Regions from separate parts of the Sus scrofa genome. Here region 1 is linked to region 2. The links are chromatin contacts, called in public Hi-C maps. All regions are on one chromosome and are shown on one strand. Each heading gives the region's core, a stretch centred on a gene start, on an enhancer-like site or on the middle of the called end of the contact. The rest is flanking DNA. Distances are from core to core; before and after follow the strand shown. Region 1 holds the start of MYADM (myeloid-associated differentiation marker). Region 2 holds the start of CACNG6 (voltage-dependent calcium channel gamma-6 subunit).

What was found. A called contact is a pair of places that touch in the nucleus more often than the background predicts.
Region 1: a contact with region 2 is called in a Hi-C map of embryonic fibroblasts, with 1.7 times the contacts expected there. The contact joins the promoter of MYADM here to the promoter of CACNG6 in region 2. A contact is called at or near these places in 4 of 47 Hi-C or Micro-C datasets (embryonic fibroblasts, fibroblasts, psoas muscle and 1 more) and 1 of 2 datasets of contacts at active chromatin or transcription factors (skeletal muscle).

What each region holds. Positions count from the first base shown.
Region 1 is chr6:56,276,960-56,281,548 of Sscrofa11.1, reverse strand. MYADM (myeloid-associated differentiation marker) reads left to right here and starts at 2,972. Exons shown (of 6, transcript XM_021094908.1): 1 at 2,972-3,269; 2 at 3,672-3,798.
Region 2 is chr6:56,148,918-56,153,214 of Sscrofa11.1, reverse strand. CACNG6 (voltage-dependent calcium channel gamma-6 subunit) reads left to right here and starts at 2,371. Exons shown (of 4, transcript XM_021094902.1): 1 at 2,371-3,882. The coding sequence starts at 3,555.

The DNA.
Region 1 (4,589 bases), core at 1,723-4,222, 130 kb before region 2:
CCATGTTGCTTCCAGGGAAATTTTTAGTCTTTTGCTGACTGGTAATCCTCCAGCTCTACATGCACCATCTCTTCCTTATCCATTAATCTGTTGGTGGACATTTAAGTAGCATCCGTATCTTTATGTCACTCTGCTTGAACGCCTAGAATAATATGCCTTCAGTGACAAGAGGCGTCCTAATTTTGGAAATGCTGAACTATGCAAAAAGACCATGCATTTAGATACTTGTTCCATCCAGTTACTTTCAGGAACACTTTTACATTTCAAAGATTGTATATAAAACTCCTGGGAGCAGAGCTAGCTGTCCTGACAAACGTCTTATGCCCACATGTGAATCCACTAAAGAAAATGAACGAGCACGCGAGCTAATTGAGGAGTCAGCTTTTACATATGAGCCAATGGAAGCTTAAGTTACATAGTTCACAGTACCTATAAATCATAGGTAATTTTTCTCGTGGCCCAGAAGTCCATTAGGGAAAGAGAATTTATTAACCGGAGCGTCCATGGGTGGTGATAGTCAAAACTTGAATGATTTCCCTAGAGGACCATGTAGGGGGCTTTTTGTTGAGTTTTACGGAGGGACTTCTGACGTCGGTCCCAGAGCCCAGGCGGCACGGGTCCGTGCCTGCAGTGCACCTGTATTACCACCAGAGGGCGGGCCAGCTCAGCAGGAGACACAGAGCCAGCCTTGCAGCAGGAGGATGGGCTATTCATCAAGAGACGCCCCTGAATCTTTTTAACTTGAAGTCTAGTTGATTTACAAGATTGCGTTAGTGACAGATGTTCTGCAAAGCGATTCAGCTATACATATATATTTTTTTGATTCCTTACCATTTCAATTTTTATATGATATTGAATATAGTTCCCTCACTCCGCAGTTAATCTTTGCTGCTTATCTATATTCTATATGGTCCTGTGTATCTGTGAATCCCATATCCAAAGTCTCTGCCTCCCTGATTCCTTTTCGGGACCATAAGTATGTTTGCAATGTCTATGAGTCTGTTTCTGTCTCTATATTCTATATAGATTCATTTGTACCATTTTTAGATTCACCCACAGTTAGTGATATCATACAATATGCTTTTCTGTCTGATTCTCTTCACTTTCCATGATATCCTCTAGGTACATCCATGTTGCTGCCAGGTGAAAATTCCATCTACATATATACACCATATTTTCCGTATCCATTTTTCCGTTGATGGATATTAAAGTAGCATCCATATCTGTATGGCCACTCCTGCTGAACCCCTAGAATAATGTGCCTTCAATGACAAGACTCATCCTAGTTTGGGAGATGCTGAAGTGTCCAAAATGTGCATTTAGAAAACCCTACCACCTAGTTGGTTTCAGGAACACTTCTACGTTCTTTTTTGTATTTAAAGCTACTGAAACCAGAGCTCGCTGTCCTGAGAGTTTTTTAAGCCCACATGTGAATCTACTCAAGAGGTTCATGAGCACACGAGGTAATTGAGGAGTCAGCTTTCACATATGAGCAGATTGAGGCTTCAATTACATAATTCACTGTACCTACAAACCATTAAAACGTTTTTCTCATCGCCCAGCAGTCAATTAGGGCAAGAGAATTTTTCAGTCAGACCTTCCATGGATGGCGAGAGTCAAATTTTGAATGATTTTTCTAGGGGACCTTGAAGGGGGCCTCTTGGTGGATTTTTCAGAGGGACTTCTGACTTCTGTCTCACTGACCAGACTGCAGTGCCGGTGCCTGCATTGCAGCGGTATCACCAGCAGATGGCGCGCCAACACAGCAGGAGAAACAGCCTTCGCCTTGCAGCAGGCGGATGTGACCATCATTGGCAGTGGCCAAAGAATCTTTTTTTTTCAGTTGAAGCCTGTTTGATTTACAAGATTGTGTTAGTGTCAGGTGTTCAGCAAAGGAATTCGGCTATACATATAGACTTTTTTTATTCCTTTCCATTTTAATTTATTACAAGATAAGGTTTAGTTCCCTTACTCCGCAGTAAATCCTTGTTTATTTTACATATGGCCATGTGTGTCTGTTAATCCCATTCCCATTCCCATTCCCATAATTTGTCCCGCCAACTTCCTTTTTTGTCACCATAAATACGTTCGCTATAAGTCTGTTTCTGTTTCTCTATAGATTCATTTGTACCATTTTTAGATTCCACAGTAAGTGATATTATATAGTATTTAGCCTTTTAAATCTGATTTTCTTCACTTTCTATGATATGATCTAGGTCCATCCATGGTGCTGCCAGTGGGGAAATTTTATTCTTTTTCTGGCTGGTAATATTCCATCTATGTATGTATCTTGTCTTCCTTATCCATTTATCTGTTGATGGACATTTAAGTGACTTCCATGTATTTATGGCCACTCCGGCTTGAACCCCTAGAGTAATATGCCTTCAATGACAAGATGCTTCCTAGTTTGGGAGATGCCAAACTGCACAAAAAAGCTGCATTTAGATATCTCTTCCATCCAGGTACTTGTAGGAACACGTCAAAGTTTGTATTTAAAACTATTGGGAGCAGAGCTGGCTGTTGCAATAAACCTCTCTCGCCCACGTGTGAATCCACTCAAAGTTTAATGAGCAGGTAACTGAGGAGTCAGCTTTTACTTATGAGCAGACTGAGGCTTCAATTACATAATTCACAGGGCCTGCAAATCAGAAATAATTATATCTTAATTGCCGCGCAATCAGGGCAAGGGACATTTTTTTTTAATAAACTTGAAGCTTCCATGGATGGTCATAAGCAAACTTGGAACTATATTCCCAGGGTACGGTGAGAGGGCCCCTTGTTAAATTTTGTAAAGGGACCTCTGACCTTTGCCTCAGAGTCCAGCCTGGACGGGCCCGAGACTGCAGAGCGTGTGTATCCCCAGCAGAGGGCGCGCCAACACAGCAGCAAAAAAAACAAAGCCAGCCTTGCAGCAGCGGGAAGTGAAACTCATCAAAGCGTCGCCAGGGCAACCTTTTACATGATTCACGCCTGAGCACAGCTGAGCACGTGAGAGCAACTAGGAATAATCTCAAGGAGCAGAGGTATTAGCTTCCATTTAACAGTCGCCAAATTGGGATATCTTAGTAACACTCTAAGAAACTCCAAGTTAAACGATGCTATTGTTCTCGAAGGAGGGGAACGAAAAACCTCTTAATTTTTAAAAGCCAGTGATTCTGAGCAGAGGGGAAAGACAGTTCCCAAAGTTGCGTGGCAGTTTTGGCGATGAAGGTGGTCACGTGTTTCAGATCCGGAACAAGGATCCAAGCCCTACTCAGCAAGCCACGCGGGTAGGTGGATTCTGGTAAAGGATTCCACTCTAAGAGAACAGATGCTTTCGGGGGTACCGGATCGTATATGCATCTAACGGCAGGGCAAGCAATTCACTGCTTTAGTTTGGAAGGAAGGGGGAGAAAGAAAACAGCTGAGAAAATATCCCTCCCTCTGTCTCCTAGTTCATGGCCGCATTAAAAAGTACCCGGCGACTAACAACCCTGGAGTGAGTCGGGCGGGGGGGAGGGGGAGCAGAGAAAGGCACCGGTTTACGCTCCCGGCTCGGTTTTCCTCAAACAAGCCCATTTGTCGGGAGGAAGAAAGTCGCAGCTATGGATCCTGCGAGAACCCTTTAGGGAAACGAAGAGAAACGTGGGGGAGACTGTGTCACCCTGACCCCAGGATCTCTTCTGTCCCAGCCCAGCGGGACAGCACGCGCACCTGAACGAGTGCCCAAAAGCAGGAGCTACGCAAAGATCGCTGAGCAAACGAAAGTGCTGAGTCACGGAAAGCGGAGTCTCTTCCTCGGAACACTTTCCGTGGCAGGTGAGTCGGAGATCAGAGTGTCTCGCGGTGGGGGGAGGGGGGGCGCGATGGTCAAGGCCAGCCGCTCCTCTGTGGAGGATGTGTTATCTGTGTGCGGTTGCAGCGAAGATCGTGGGGGTTCTTGGCTTGGCCCTGATGTAAATTCCGATTCTCGGGTTATTTTTATCACAGCTTCTAACATTTGCTCATTGAGATCTTGAATTTTAGGCTATCAATATTTTATTTCTTTAAAAAAACTTTTTTTTTTTTTTTTTTTTTTTCCCTTTTTGGCCACGCCGGGGTATATGGAAGTTCCTGAGCCAGGGGCCAGATCAGAGCTGCCGTTCCGACCAAGGCTGCCTTGGTGGCGGCAACGTCAGAGCCTTAACCCACTGTGCTGGGCTGGGAATCGAACCCGTGTCCCTAGGCTCCAGGGAAGCCGCTGATCCTGTTGCACCACAGCAGGGACTCTTCTATCAATATTTTAAAAATATTCCTATTACATTATGTGTTAACCTCCATATACATTAAATTTCATCGTGTCCCTTTAGTATATCCGGGGACAATCGTGTGATTATTCTTAGCTCTGTTAGGATGATAAAGTTCATTTAATAATCTCCAAATGTGGGCCATCTTTGCATTCCTAGAATAAGCCCCACTTCGTCAAGATTTTTTTTTTATTATTTAAAAAAAAAGGAGTTCCCGTCTGGCTCAGTGGTTAATGAATCCAACTAGGAACCATGAGGTTGTGGGTTCAATCCCTGGCCTTGCTCAGCAGGTTAAGGATCCAGCGTTGCCGTGAGCTGTGGTGT
Region 2 (4,297 bases), core at 1,122-3,621:
AAGAAAACTGAATTTCATCCTAGACTTGGTGGGATGGACACAGGAACAAGCAGCTCCTATTTTTATGTAAAAACAAAATAGTGTGCAGTTGGGGCTGTGCTGCTGCTGTGAGTTGCCTGGAAGGGGGTCACTGGGGGTGGGGGGATGGGGATTTGGGAGGAGGAATCAAGCATCCTCCATTGGACGTGCGTGACCCATGAGAGATGCCTGTGAGCAATCCAAGCTGGGCTATCAGGTAGCCAGTTCGGTGTGTGAGACTGGAGCTTGGGGGAGAGGTCGTGGTGGTTGAACATCTAAGTTTTTGAAAGGCCAGTGTCTAAGAGACAGCTTATTTAAAGCCTCCGGACTGGATGGGGTGACCTAGGAGGTGAGTGCAGAGAAACAACCCTGGCCAGGGCCTTGGAGGCATCTGCATGGGGTGAGAAGGGAGAGGACAGAGGCGAGGGGTTGAGAAGAAGGGACCAGAAGGAAATGGCCAGCGGTGCCCAATGCAGCTGAGCAGGCTCCATGGAGCCACGTGGCCATTGGTTAGGTAACATGACCCTGATAAGAGGTCACCGCCATGCAGGGGTGAGGCCTGGAGTCCTGGAAGTGAGTGGAAGGACGAGACTGCAGAAAGGGTGGTGGAGGGAAAGAGACAGCAGGCCATCCTTGTGGTATGACCGTGATAATCGCTTTGCCACCAAAGACACAGATACCCTTTCTGTGAAAGGAGAGAACGGAAGACCAGCAAGGAGGGAGGGAGACAGAAGAAAGAAAAATACACCCTAAAAGGAGAGAGCCGCTACCACAGGCAAGATTGAGAAAGATGGGGAGACCCAAGGGCCAGGAGGGGAAGGCGGATCCAGGAGGCAGGGCAGAGGTGCTGCCAGAAGGTGTCTGATTTCTGAGAATGGAGGCGCCTGGGGCCCTCACCCAGGGCTGCACAGCCCAACTCACCATCTCACGTTGCTGCCAGCACCCGGCACTTTCTCAGATTCCCCTCTGAGTCCTGCCAAGGCCTGGGAACACCCCCAGAGGGGAAGGAAAGGACAGGTCTCACTCATTCATTTAAGAAACAGTCCCCTAGGCCGTCCAGGTGCCGGGCCCAGCAAGCTCAGGGCGGGGTGGGGGGGCCTCAGATTCGAAGACAGGTGTCGTGCTCCTCTCTCAGGCATTGAGGAAGTGCAGCCAGCACCGTCCCTGGCCTGGGAGGGGAATGTCTCCGTGCCACTATCGCCCTTCATTCATTCATTCCAATCACCGATGCCCATTTCCTAAGGCCCCTTGTGGAGGCGGTTAGGGCTGGGCGGTGCCGAGGACAATGAGAGGGGTTCCTCTTGCACCCGAGCCCTGCCCCAGGCTGACGCGTGAGCCGGACACAAGCTCACACAATCGCAGTCACATCCCAGGGCAGTGCGTGCTCCAGCGGAAGTGGCCCGGGGCGCCGCGGGCATCCAGAGAGGGCCAAGGTGCACCCAGCCAGCTGGAGCAGCCAACCACAGGCGGCGAAGGAGTTGGTGAAAGGTGGGTTCCACCTGAGCCGTCGCAGAGGGGCTGAAGGGGCGACGATCAGGCCCTGCTGCCATTCCACACGGCTATCACTGTCCTTGGCCCTGGGGGAGCTGAAACTGCATGGAAGGTCCCCCGGGGGGTGCCCCGTCTAATAAACTCGATGAAGAGGACTGCGGCTCTGGTTCCCCGCTCCTGACACCAGCTTCTCTCCAAGGCCTGCCCTTTCTAACCTCCAGGAGAGCTGAGGACCCCTGCCGGGACCCTGCCCGTCCAGCCTTCAAGATGCAAGGGATTTGGGCCCCAGGCGTCTCTGCTCACAGATTCAGGAGTCTGGGTCCCCAGACCCCTCCTCCAGATGCCAGGTGTCCAGTCCCCGGAAACAGAGTCCCCAGGGCTCCTCCGGCCTCATACCCAGGAGTGCCGGCCCCTCCCCCACAGACCCGGGCGTCCCGGCCCCTCGCCCCTTGCCCACAGGCCGGGGTCCAGGCCGCTAGCCCCGCCTCCCTCGGTCCCAGGAGGCTCCCCTGGCCTTCAGGAGGCGGGGCTAGGGGCCTGGACCTCCTCCAGACTTCCGGCCCCTCCTCCCCAGACCCCGGCGTGCAGGGTCGCGGCTGGGCCTGCTCCGGCTCCGAGCTCCCGGTTCCCTGCCCTGCCCCCTCTCCCGCCGCCTAGGCGATCGGACCCTCAGCTCCCGCCCTTGCTCCCTTAAGGAAGTAAAAGTCCTTTCGGGCCCCGGCGGTCAGGACCCGGCCCCCGGTTCCTCCTCCCCAGGCAGCCTGCCTCCTCCCCGCCCCTCGTCCCCTTAAAATACCCGGGATCCCTATGGCAACAGGCGCCGGCAACAGGTGCGGGTGTTATTTACGGGTCGCGCCCGAAATAGCCGGCGAGGGTGAAGGGGGGTGGGCGGATGGGGGCGAGGCTGGGAGTGAGCGGAGCCGCCGGGCCGGCGGGCCGAGCGGGCAGCTGCGCGCAGAAGCGGCGGTTCGGAGGCATCGCGGAGCTGGGGTCGGCGCGGCGCCGAGGCAGGAGAGCGAGAGGGGTCCCTGTCCAGGAGACGGGGGTGGGAGGTCTGAGGGAGGCGCCTGGCCTGGAGCTGAGCCTGGAGCCGTCCGGGTCCGGCAGGCCCTGGGAGCCCGGGGGAGGGGGAGCCGAGTGATTCAAAGGACACAGAGTCCCTCCCGGGTTCCACTTGCCCTCTGAGCCGCGGGGGGCTTTGTCCCCATTTCCTGAGCCGCAGTGCGGACCACAGCCCCTTCATCTGAGCCCCAGTGTAGACCTTCTCTGATCTCTGAATGGCCAAGGGGACCCCCAGCCCCTTTTCCTGAATTACAGCAGATCCTCCGCTGTGAAAGTTGCAGGTCCTACTGCCCCTCTGGGACCCGGTAGTAATTCTGCCCTCCTCTTCTGAACCCCACCCCACCCGGCACCCCAGTCTTTCCTCTTCTGAACCGCAGAGGGGACCCAGCTCCTCCTTCCCCACACTCTGAGCCCAAAGAAGCCAGGAAGCATCTCCTCTCAAACACATAAGGGACCTCAGCTCTCCTTCCCGAGTACCCCAAACGCTGAGCCCTAGTGGGGAGCTCAGGTCCTTTCCATCCGGGAACAAGAGTTTCCCTTTGGTGATTCCTCCGGGTGGGGACCCCAGAGCGCCCCGCAGAGCTTCAGCTGACACTCGGTTCTCCTTCCCCTGGAGCCCTCAGGCTCCCCTCCCGGGTACCCCGTTTCGAGCGCTGCCGCTGGGGGAACCTTGCTTTTTCTCTGGTCCCATCTTTGCTGCGCTGCAGTGGGTACCCCGGGCCCTCCTCTGGACCTTAGAGGGTTCTCAGCAGAGGATCTAGTTTTTTTTTTTTTTTCTCTGCGAAGCCCCACAGGGGACCACCTCGACGTCTCCTTTCGAGGTTCCAGGGAGGTTTCAGATCTTTCCTATTCGTAGATCAGCGGAAGCCGGCCCCCTCACACGCTTCTAGACGCCAGGCGCTTCCCTCCCCGCCCCCACCCCTCGAGAGCCTGCCTCGGGCTCGGGCCTCCTTCGCACCTGAGCCTCGTTGCCGGCGGCAAAGATGATGATGTGGTCCAACTTCTTCCTGCAAGAGGAGGACCGGCGGCGAGGGGCCGCGAGCCGGCGGCGGGCTCACAAGTCCGGCAGGATGACCCCGGAGCAGGAGGGCAAGATCAAGCTGGCGCTGCTGCTGACCTCCGTGGGCGCCACGCTGGCCGTGCTGGCCGTGGGCACCGAGTTCTGGGTGGAACTCAACACCTACAGGGACAACGGCAGTGCCGTCTGCGATGCAGCTCACCTGGGGCTCTGGAAGATGTGCACCAAGCGACTGTGGCAGGCGGACATGCCGGCGGGCAGAGACACCTGCGGTCCCGCGGAGCTGCCTGGAGGTGAGAGGCCCTGCCACGGGCTCGTACCCCCCACACAGCAGAGAGGCGGGATCTGAGAACACCGAGTCTCAGAGGGAGCCTGAGCCCCAAAGACAGAGAGCTTGCATCCCCAGAAAGAGCCAGTGCCCGCATCCCCCCTGTGCTCCAGGCACAAACTGCAGTCTGTACCCCCCAACTAGCCTGCACCCTCAGACCAGTCTATATCTCTAGACCAGCTTCTGCCCCCCAGAGTAGTGGGTTCCCCCAAACCAGTTTGCTTCCAGACCAGCCTATGCCCCCAGGCTATCCTGGGACCCCCAAAGCTCCTACACTCCCAGCCCAGCCTGTGATGCCAGACATTTTTGTGTCCCCAGACCAGACTGTACCCCCAGAGCTGGTGTCCCCAGAGACACCGTTTGCCTCTGGACACAGCTGG